2 separate regions of the Sus scrofa genome follow, and region 1 is linked to region 2. The links are chromatin contacts, called in public Hi-C maps. All regions are on one chromosome and are shown on one strand. Each heading gives the region's core, a stretch centred on a gene start, on an enhancer-like site or on the middle of the called end of the contact. The rest is flanking DNA. Distances are from core to core; before and after follow the strand shown.

Region 1 (5,655 bases), core at 1,847-4,346, 57 kb before region 2:
CTTAGCAGAAATACACTGGTTTCCAGCATTCCTGCTTGTGGGCCCTTCTGCGGAGTTTTGAGGTTTGTGCTGCTCAGGGATCTGGGACCCCCACAGGCAGGGATGGAGGTCTTCTCCCTCCACTGTCTGATCCTAGACCCAGGACCCTGGAGGGCAGCACCCCTCACTCCTCCGTCACCCTCACTCCCATGTTGGATCAGCCCCGGAGTCCTTCAAAGTCTCTGTCAGGAACATTTCATCTGATCTGTCCAGCTCAGGAGGTCTCCCTGCCTCCCTCACCTCTGGCCCTCACCCCCACCTCCCATTTATTCTCTTCCTAGTAACACTTTCCAAAACCAAATCTCAGCCCACAGGGTCCCTGCTCAAAGCCCTTCAGTAGTTCTCCCTGTCCCTCAGGGTCAAGTTCAAACACTGTAAAGATGGCTTGTGGGACCTTCATTAGTGGGGCTCTTTCCCCATCACCCCCTGCCCCCTGCCATCCAGTCCCTCCTGGTCCCTCCCACTGGCTGCTCCACCAGCTTTCCTCCCCTCTCATTCCTCCATCAGCTCTCCCTCACCTTCAGACCTGCTGGCACAGCCATCACCTCCTAGCTGTCATTCAGATTTCAGCTTTTCTGCCTCTCCCTTCAGGAAGGCTTCCCCGAACTCCCCTTCTCCCAAGGCTGGTTCAGGAGCCTCCCAGCTCCTCCACACCAGGACCTCAAGTCTCTCTATCTGTGCTGTCCAATGACAGCTGCTAGCCAATTTAAATTTTGTTTAAATTAAACATTTTAGGGCTGCCCCATGTGGCAGACCCTGGTGGCACTTCAAGTCAGCAAGGCTTGATCTTCACTCCCAGGGCTACTAGGCTTCAAGAATAACCACAAAAAGGGCCCAAAACTCCTCTAAAAACTTCCCGAAAGTCAGGGGTTTTGTTTGTTTGTTTGTTTGTTTTGTTTTGGTGGAGAATGTGGGCAGCGATGAAAGTCAGGTTTTTAAATTGGCTTTAAGGTGGGGTTTATGTCCTTCCAAATCAGTTTTGGCTCACAGACTGTGATAAAAGCCCTCACTGTCTACAGGCGAATAGATACCTACAAGGTGGTCTGAAAATGCATGATGGATAAAGACAAGAGTTTGTTATACGAGGAACACATGTGTCCAAATTAGTCCCCAGCTGGGTCACAGGCAGGTCTTTTTTTACACCTACCCCCTGACGGATATCAACCATCCACCATCCAAATTTCTGCCATCATTTGTTACATGAGGTCATCATATCTTTTTTTTTCTTTTGATTTTCTGGGAATATAGTTGATTTACAAAGCTGTGTTAATTTCACACACAGCAAAGTAAATCAGCTATGCATATGCATATACATACATCCATACCTTTTTTAATTCTTTTCCCGTGTAGGTTATTGCATGGTATTGAGTAAAGTTTCCTGTGCTATACAGTAGGTCCTTGTTACCTGTCTAATCATCACATCTTAACTTTTAGATCTCCAAGGACCCACAAGTCCATTCAGTTGGCCCTTTTCAGACAATAAACTGTGGCTCAGAGGCAGGGACTATCCATGGTGAGTGAGAGGCAGAGCTGGGAGGGCCTGGAGCCCGGGTTTCTGGGCTCCTTCTGGCCCCCTCCTCCCACCTTTTCCAGGACATTCATGAGGCTCAGATGAGGAAATGCACATTAAAACACTCTTAAAACATCTCGCGAACTTGGCGGATTTAAAAACCTCTTGCTCAGACTAGCTCACCGAGCCCCAAGCTGGTGGCGAGTGAAAATTCTGGCCCTGGTCTTGCAGGCAAATAGGACTACCTCAGCCTGGGACCCATAATGGACAGCTTTGTAATGCATAGGCTGGGGAGACCAGCCTAACAGATGCCTCTGAGGGCTGTGTTTAAACGAGCAGCAACGCAAGTTCTGAAATTAAAACGTGCATACCCTCAACTCAGCAATTTTAGTTCCAGAAGTTTATCTCAAGAAAATCATTAGACATGCTCACCAACATCTACAAACACGGACACCTCCCCACAGGAGAGCAAGTATTGCAAAATATTAGAAATAGCATTTCACAATACCGGACTTGTCCTAAATATCTAAGAAGATGGGGATTGGTGGGATGCAATATGATAATATCCACACGATGGAATAAAAACAAGCAAGGAAAATGATGTTCAGAAAGAATATTTCCTGTCACAGAAAGACGTCTGCCTTATACTATCAAACGTTAAAAAAAAAAAAAAAAGGTAGGAAAACATCATGTGTGTTGTGATGCCAGCTTTCTAAAAACAAATGGGTAAATGCATGTGAGAATCAGCAAAGGAAATGTCTGGACGTTCCCACAGAAAACTATTACCAGTGTCATGTCTACGGTGAGGAAACGGGATGTCTTTCTACTAATGATGGTGATTTTATTTAGTGATCCACACTTGTGATTTTATATCCCAATATCCTTAGATGATAAAATTAAATACAACTAATTAAATCATTCCTCCAATACTATCCCAGAGCACACACATCATGAATTAAGAATGAACCAGAAGGGGGATCTTCACTTGTTTGTCTCTATCAGAGCTCGGCAAAACTTTTTCTGTAAAGAGCCAGACAATAAATATTTGGGGCTTTGTGGCGTCTCTGCCTTAACTTCCGCTTTGCTGTCATTACCATGTAAGCAGCTCAGACAATGTCTGTGTACCAATAAAACTTTATTTACAAAACAGGCGTCTGGCTGGACTTGGCCCTTGGGTGGTTGGCTGACCCCTGATCTATATACACTTTAGACTGTTGGCTGCCTGAAAATGGGGGCTGTTTCATGCACTGCTGAACCTCATCCCTTAGAACCATGCAAGGCTTGTAGTACTTGTTGAATAAATATTTGTTGAAAGAATATGTTTCCAAAAATCAAATTTTTTGCACTGAGTTGGTGGGAGCTCCTTACCAGAAAAGGCCATGTCATTAGGGAGGGGGTGGGGAAAAGAAAAAATATTATGCCTGCATATATTTTAGGGTGTCTGACACATCTGCCTAGGAAAAGAAGCCTGAGTCAGGATGGCGCTGGGTGGCCCATAGCTGACTGGGCAATTCTGAGCAATTCAAGAAGGGCGTCCCCTCCCCCCTCTGCAACTGGATTCTCTCAGCTGTGCAGGGAGCTCTGTGGTCATGGGGCCCTGGGCTGGCATGGGTGACACTGGCTCTGACTCAGTGCCCCTGGGGCCTGGTGGTACCTCCTTGCCTTGTGCCCAGGTGGGACCTGAAAAATGACTAAGCAATAATAGTAACAGTAACAACTTACAGAGTGGGAGAAAATATTTGCAAATGATGCAACCTACAAGATATCACTCTCCAAAGTATACAAACAACTCAAATCAATATCAAAAAAATCAACGCAGTCAAAAAATGGGTAGAAGATCTCAATAGACACTTCTCTAAAGAAGACATACAGATGGCCAAAAGACACATGAAAAGGTGCTCAATATAACTAATTATTAGAGAAATGCAACTCCAGTCTATAATGAGGTACCACCTCACACTGGTCAGAACGGTTATCATCAAAAAGCCTACAAATAACAAATCTGCTAGAGAGGGTGTGGAGAAAAGGGAACCCTCCTACACTGTTGGTGGGAATGTAAGTTAATGCAGCCACTATAGGGAACAGTATGGAGGATCCTTTAAAAACAAAAAATAGAACTACTATATGATCCTGCAATCCTACTCCTGGGCAAATATTCAGAGAGAACCAGAGTTTGAAAAGATCCATGCATCTCAATGTTCTTTGCAACACTGTTTACAAGAGCCAAGACATGGAAGTAACTTAAATGTCCATCGACAGAGGAGTGGATAAAGAAGATATGGTACATATATACAACGGAACACTACTCAGCTGTAAAAAAATGAAATAATGCCATTTGCAGCAACATGGATAAACCTAGAGATGATCATACTAAGTGAAGTAAGACAAAGATAAATATCATATATCGTTTATATGTGGAATCTAAAAAAATGATCCAAATGAACTTATGCACACAGAAAGAGACTCATAGATACAGAGAACAAATTTATGGTTATCAAAGGGGAAAGGATGGTGGGGAGGGATAAATTAGGAGATTGGGATTAATATATATATAATATAAAATAGATAAACAATCAGTACCTAGGACCTACACAGGGAATGATACCCAATATTTTGTGATAACCTTTAAGGGAAAAGAATCTGAAAAGAAATATATATATAGAGATTTTATATGAATCCCTGTGCTGTATACCTGAAACTAACACAATATTGTATATCAGCTACACTTTAATAAACTTTTTTAAAGAGTAACAGGAATTTTGAGAATTAATACTCTGTAAGCTCTGATGATCATTATGGCTATTCACTGTGCCATCTAAAGCTCCCAAACAATCCTGTGTGGTTGGAGTCACCATGGACCCACTTCTTAGGGGAGGAGACTGAGGTCCAGAGAAGGGACCTGACACGCCTAAGGTCACAGAGTTAGAAAGTGGTGGAGCTGGGATTGGAACCCAGGTGTGCTTGATACCCAAGCCCCAAAGTGCTCCCCCAAACTCCTGCATTCTCCAGGCACTGGTGTGACGTAGAGAGCTTTGCTGGGCCTCCAGTGACTATTCTACAGCTGGGAAAACTGAGGGCCAGGGAGTGGGAGAGAGGCCCGGCCAGGCCTAGAATCCAGATGTCCTGACTCCCTGGCCTGTGCCGGGTCACACAGAGCATCCCCAGTCATCAGTAGGGACTCAGGCCCAGGCAGGGGAGGAGGAGGGGGCGGCAGGCCAAGGACAGGCCGAGGCCCCTGCTGTGTCTCCCAACTGCCCTGTATCCCTGACTCCAGGCTCTAAAGAGCACTGTCTGTCCCACTGCACGGCCCAGATGTTCGGTGCCCCCTCCCCTCTGCCACCGCCACGCTGATGCCCAAACACCCTGGGCAGCTTAGCCTTCACAGCACAGGGCTGAGCCCAGCTGACTCAGCTGACTGGCTGAGGGCCCCTCCTTCACACCGCAGAGTGTCAGCCCCTCAGAGCAGCTTCCCTGCCCACGACTAGGTTCTTGTCCTGTTCCTCTGAGCCCTGGCCTTGGCGGGCGGCTCTAAGCACTTGTGTAATTCCTTGGACACCTGTCCCTCCCAGGACACATGACCTGCAGGAGGGTGGAACTGTGACTTATCACCACTGGATGCGGATGTGTGTATCTGGCCTAGAGTAAGTGCTCACTAAGTCGGAAGGAAGCGGGGCGTGGGGGGGGAGAAAACAAGGGGGAGGAGGGGAAGAATGGAAAAAAGAAAAGGAAAAGGAAAGAAGGGAGAACAGGTAAGGCAGGCAGGCTGGAAGGACACGGATGCGGACAGGGCAGGACCCAGCCCTCAGGACGCCCTCCCGATGCTGCCAGCAAAAGCCATGCGGGATCCCTTCCCTGTGGACCCAGGTCCCAGCTAGGAAGTGTTAGGCAGTTGATGAGTTCCTGGGAGCCCACCGTGTCACCTCAGGTGGCAGCTTGAGCCAGGCCTTGTCCCTGCCCTTACCCAAAGGCGAGGGTGCGGGGCTTCCAGGGATGGTGGGTGGAACACAAATTTCTGAGCCCCCTCAATGGGCTCTGCAAACAGTAGTGCAGCCGGGCCAGGTGTAGTCATGTATAGCCAGGTGTGGCCACACTGTGGTGGCTTGAAT
Region 2 (5,533 bases), core at 2,679-5,178:
TTCTTAGGAATATATATGTCAAAACGCATCAAATTGTACACTTTAAACATGGATGATGTATTGTATGCCAATTATAGTTCAACAAAGCTGTCACGCATGCAAAATAACAGTGGTGGCTCTCACAGTAAGCAGAACCCTGAGGGTGAGGGATGGGTGTGGGTGAGTCTCGGCCAAGCAGGGCCAGCTGAAAAGTCAGGAACGAGGCCCCATCAGACCTTGAGTGTCTTGTTCCTGATTTGGCACACAAAGTCCCCAGCGGCAGCTCTCAGGGACAGCTCGTGGACCAGCGGCCTTAACTTGTCCAGTCTCAAGGACCCATTCAGGCTGTGCTATGCACCCACGGCTCTTTCAAGAATTCCCAGGTACCAGTGCTGGTGTCTGGGGTGCCCAGGTCTCTTCATATACAGTGAGATCCAAGGAACACACCAGACAGAATTTCCCTGAAGACCTAGATGTTTTTATCCCACTCATCTCAGAAAGAACAGGAACTCCCAGCTCGGTTCTCCAACCACCATCTGCAACAGGCTGGGAACAAGTCTGGCTCTGCAGCATCGGAGCATCTTCCTCCTTCTGATCCGGTCTCGGGGACAGTCTGGCTGCCAGTGAGCCTGGCAGAAAATGGCCTTCCTCCCTCAGGCCCTGCATTGTAAGCAAAAACTCTTATCCTGGCCCCGAGACAAGAGAGGAAGCTGCAGGCTAAGCAGAGTGTAGGTCCAGCCACACCACCAAGGGCCAGGGAAGACACAGACCAGGAAAAGGAGAGAAAACACAGTTGTATAGCCTAGAGGTACAGGGACATGTCTGGGGAGGCCCAAATCACCAGTATCAGAGTGGCGTATTACTTACATGGTTCCTAATGTTCTTTTAGAGTCACAAATAAACATTATGATTTTAATTTAAATTATTATTATTTTTTGCCCCTTGATGTTATTCTGTGCAGAACTGGACCACATGGAGCCCCCTCTCATCTAAGAACCCCACATACCGGTTCCCTGAGAATCTCCAAAACCACAGGATGAGCTGGGCAATTCCTGTGCTGTTTTACAGAGGGGGAATCTGAGGCTCAGAGGCATTCAGTGTCAAGCCCAAGGTCACGCATCTGGGAAGCAGCAGAGCTGGGCCTGGAACCCGGCTCTGCCTGGCTTGTAGGCAGACGATCTTTCATACAATATTCTGGAGTGAGCCCTGATCAAAGTCTCGAGCAACCCCAGGCTCAGAGCTGTCTGTCTTATTTGTCAAGGTATCCCCAGGCCCTGAACCCTCCATAAGTAGCTGCTGGATGAATGTGCGGAAGGCCAGGCACAGAGTCGGAGCTCAGTAAGGATCTGGAAGTGGAGGGAAGGGAGACAGCGGAAGGCAGGCTGGATTCCCAGTGGTTCCAGACACCCAGGATGCAGACACAGTCATAGTTAGAATGCAGGATGCGTCACCGGACAAGGCAGCTTAAGAGTCTATCTTCACAGTCACCTTTCTTAAGACACGCAACATAATTTCCAACACTGTCCTGAGCCTCAAGCCTACCTCCCTGTCCTTCCAGAAAGGGGAAGAGGCTGCTGCAGGAAGGTCCCAGGGGTCATGCTGCATCGGCCGCCACTAAGATGAGCGACCAGCAGGTGTTCTGCTCACTTTCACCTTTCACCACCCGCCTCTGGGTTGGCGCAGGAGGCCCAGGCTGGCCCAGCCCCACCACTAACCTGCCGCGTGGTCTTGGCTAGGTCCAGGGGCTACCGGGCCTCTGTCCTCCCAGCCAACAAGGAGAGGATGCCTCTGACCATCTGTGAGAGCCCTTCTGGTCTATGCCACTCGTATATGCCACCAAACCATCCCAAGGGTCTGCATGAGCCAGCACCAGGCCCCTCTGGAAGGCTCAGAGCGCTGGCCAAATCTGCCCACCCCTGCTTCTCAACAGGGGACGTTTCTGTTCCTGTTCAACCAGCTCCACCCCTGGTCTCACTGGAGCAACAGAAAATGTCCCAGTTGTTTTGACAGCAGAAATTCTTTCTCAAGAAGGGCTGAGTTGAGCGTTTGCTTTGCTCAAAAATGGGAGATTGAGGTTGTAACTACATATTCAGATGCAAAAGCTCCCATCAGGGTCCTGGGGTGTCCAGAAGGGGGACTATTGGGGGTGAGGCAGGGGTGGACAAGGTTCCTGCCAGCCAGGGTCCCTGCCCAAAGTGGAAGGATGTGGGGACACTGAGCGTGTGCGTGTTGGGGGCGGGGGGGAGGGTGGAGTGTCAGGCAATATCCTGGTGCTGCTCCATTCTTACCAAACAAGTTATTTTGGATTTTAATAATAACTATGATAACTACCTTCCCTTCCCCTTGCCAAGTGTTCTCATTTCAAAATGGACTTAATGAGATCCCTTGGCAGAAGGACTTCTCAAAGCAATCGAAGATGCCATGCAGCCATGAGATGCCAGCAGAGAGGGGCACTTACTGGAGACAGATGAACAGAAACAGATCGGGGGTGGGGTGGCCCTCACGCACCTGCCGGGGGCTGAGCACAGCATTAGAACATGGCAGGTGCCGCCATATCTTTTATGTCACTGATGCTCTGCCAATACCACTGTAAGGTCTCTTTTCCTCTGAAAAGATGTGAAATCTGGGTTTCAGACTTGGTTCCTAGGCTGTACAGCATCAAAATCTGGCACCTCCACTAATGAGCTGTGTGACTTCGGGCAAGATGCTGAACCTCTCTGATCCTCAGTCTCCCCACCTATCTGTAAGTGGGGATAGTAAGGATGACTTCTTTGGAGGGCTTTTGTGAGGATTGAGTGAGACATGGCCTGGGGAGCGCTGAGCATGTAGCAAGGGCTCCATCGTTAGTGCTCAGCAACTTGCTGGTGGTTAAATGGGTGGATTTGAACCCAGGTACCTGCCTGCTTCCATATCATCAATTCTCTCCACTAACCTACAAGACCCTCTCACCTTGTAAAAGAAATGAAAGCCCTCAGAGGAGAGGGAGCCCACCCTCTCCTGTCCCTGGGGGCTGCCTGCCTCCCTCCGGCTGGTGAGGAAGAAGGGGCCTCACTCACTCACAGCCCAGGCAAGCCCCTCCTCTTACGCTCCTCTCACCAACTCCAAGGTCTCACCCCTGCAGCTGATGGGCCCTCTGCCCCCTGCAGCACCCATGCCCCCACTCTCCTAGGCCAGTCCCGCGCCCCCTGGGGAAAGCCTCAACATCACTCAACAAAGCCAGACAGAAACCTCCTTCAATCCCGCTTCCTCTCTGCTCAGAGATCTGATAGCATCTCAGATGTCATACACAAGGACGGAACTCTTGATCCTTGGCCCCCAAATCTCCTTCCCTCACAATCTTCTCTGCTGCAGCAAAAATCACCACCACCCTCCCTGCTGTCATGGCCAGAAATCTGGAAACCTTCCTCAGTACCTCTTCTTCCCTGCCCCCTCCCCTCCTGAACTACAGCCTGAACCAGCTCACTTCCCCCGGGCTCCCCTTCCTGCCTCAGCACCAGATCCCAGCCCCTGTGGCCTTCTGGCCTCCCCACTTCACCTCCCACCTCCCTAGTCCACCCACTCCATTCCCTCATGTCAGCCTCCTGAACACGCTCCCTCAGCTCTCCACGGTGACCACGGTAAACCCCAAACGTTCTGCCCTGGCCCTCAAGGCCCCCCTTGTGTCTCCCCACCTCCTTGCTCAATACCAGGCCAGCCATACTGACCCCACTATAGGCCTCAACCCTTCCAAGTTAGTTCCTGTCTCAGGGCCTTTGCATATGCTGTTCCCACTGCCTGAAATACTCTTCCTCCAGATCTCTATGGGGGGGTGGGCTCCTTCTTTCGGATCTCTGCTCAAAAGCCATGGCCGCTTGGGGGCCTTCTAGCCACACTTCCTCCCAGCCTCCCTCTGCCACATCACCCTGTTCTCTGCCTCCACGCATTGATCAGGATTTACTGTTGGCATAGATTATCTGTCCCTCCCGCTGGCACACACTCTGTGGGGGCAGGGACTGTGCTTTTCTTATCTCTCACTGATGCTCAGGGCCTGGGCCAGGGTCTGACACAGAGAAGGGGCTGGATAAATAGTTGTTGAGTGAATAAACATATGAACAACTGAATGAACAAATACATTAGAGGGCGAATGAGCACACAAGTGCACCATACAAACTCTCCGGGGCTCAGTGCGCTAATCTCTAAAGTGGAGGTGGCAAATCCCAGCGCCCACAGGGTGGCGATGGAGTTGAAGCCTGATGGACGGGGGCCCCGGAGAGGCTCAAAAACCTCTCTCTGTTTAAAGCACTTCGGCCAGCAGAGACTCAGCAGAGGGAATCTCTCCTCAAAGCCTCCCTGCATAAAACACACTTAGAAGCCAAAATGCTGTAACCCAGATACGGCAGTTGAAGGTCTAGTGGAGACCGTGTGTAAGGACACGATTCGCTATGTTACCCGGTAGCCATGGCAACCAAAATCTTCAAGTACAGTTCCATCTCGCTTTAACTTTTTACGCAGAAATTTCTAAAAGGAAATGTTCAGATTTCTTTCACTGTGACATTCTATAGAAGAGACTTCCTTGTTTGGCTCCCAGAGGAAAAAATGCAAAATGTCAGATTCCTGTGAGATAAACTGGTTTGCAAAGAAAGATGTTTCATTTCATCTAAAACGTGAGTATTCCTGAGAGGAAGAACCAGATCACCATCATCATAAATAAAAAGCAAACAAAATACTAGAATGGACCCAGCATGTTAGCCTTCACTAGTTCACTTGGTCATCCAGCAAACATTCATTGAATGCATATTCTGTGCCAGGCCCTGTGCTGGAGTCCAGTGGATAAAGCGGGGGGGAAAGAGAGATGAAGACTGCTGTCCTCTTGAAGCCCATGGTCCAAAAGGCTAGACATCTAATGAAAGAGCCTTCTCAGCAAGGAAGAGAAGGGAGCAATATGGTAGAGTGAAAGGACTGATGTACAGGATCACGTAGATCCATCACGCATTGGCTATGTGACCCTGGGCAAGTCACTGCACCTCTCTGAGCCTTGATAAAATGGTGGTAAAAATACCACTTGATGGAGGTGCTACGTGAACCCAGTGAGAAGACAGAAAAAGTGCCTGGTGTGGTGTCAGACCCTTGTTAGCTGCCACCGCAACCCAAGATTCTCAGAGCTGGAGTGAAACCCCAGCAGATGATGTGGCACTTGAACATCAAGCTGGAACCCAGACCTCATGTGTGTTTGAGGCAGGCCAGCGTGCTCTCAGCTTCCAGCTCCTATATGCACTCATGCTGTCTTCATACCTGAAACATCTCCGCTTCACCCTCTCTCCCACCCCTGCTAGCCCCAGCCTACCCGGAAAACCTATTCAACCTTCAAATGACCCGGTGAGTCGATGGCTAGGCATTTCCCCTGAAGATGCAACACACAAGGGCACAAAGATGTTTGCACAGGATGTTCACTGCGGTGCCGTTTATAGTGCACAAAACTGGAAATGACCTACATGTCCATCGAGAGGGGCCTGGTTCAATAAATGCAATAGAAGGAAAAATATAAAGCCATCAAGAGAATGAGACAGACCTGCTG

Evidence for each region. A called contact is a pair of places that touch in the nucleus more often than the background predicts.
Region 1: a contact with region 2 is called in a Hi-C map of liver, with 1.6 times the contacts expected there. The contact joins two enhancer-like sites. A contact is called at or near these places in 1 of 5 promoter capture datasets (liver), 26 of 47 Hi-C or Micro-C datasets (alveolar macrophages, brain, embryonic fibroblasts and 14 more) and 1 of 2 datasets of contacts at active chromatin or transcription factors (skeletal muscle).

The regions. Positions count from the first base shown.
Region 1 is chr14:43,160,667-43,166,321 of Sscrofa11.1, reverse strand. The region is part of intron 8 of KIAA1671; the gene reads right to left. Among named protein-coding and RNA genes, the nearest start is that of CRYBB3, 28 kb to the left of the region's middle. Within about 2 kb of position 3,096, at least 4 of the 83 cell types and tissues checked have an H3K27ac peak or open chromatin away from gene starts, as enhancers often do. A contact at or near this core is called in liver, where this site is marked.
Region 2 is chr14:43,104,471-43,110,003 of Sscrofa11.1, reverse strand. The region is part of intron 8 of KIAA1671; the gene reads right to left. Among named protein-coding and RNA genes, the nearest start is that of CRYBB3, 84 kb to the left of the region's middle. Within about 2 kb of position 3,928, at least 1 of the 83 cell types and tissues checked has an H3K27ac peak or open chromatin away from gene starts, as enhancers often do. A contact at or near this core is called in liver, where this site is marked.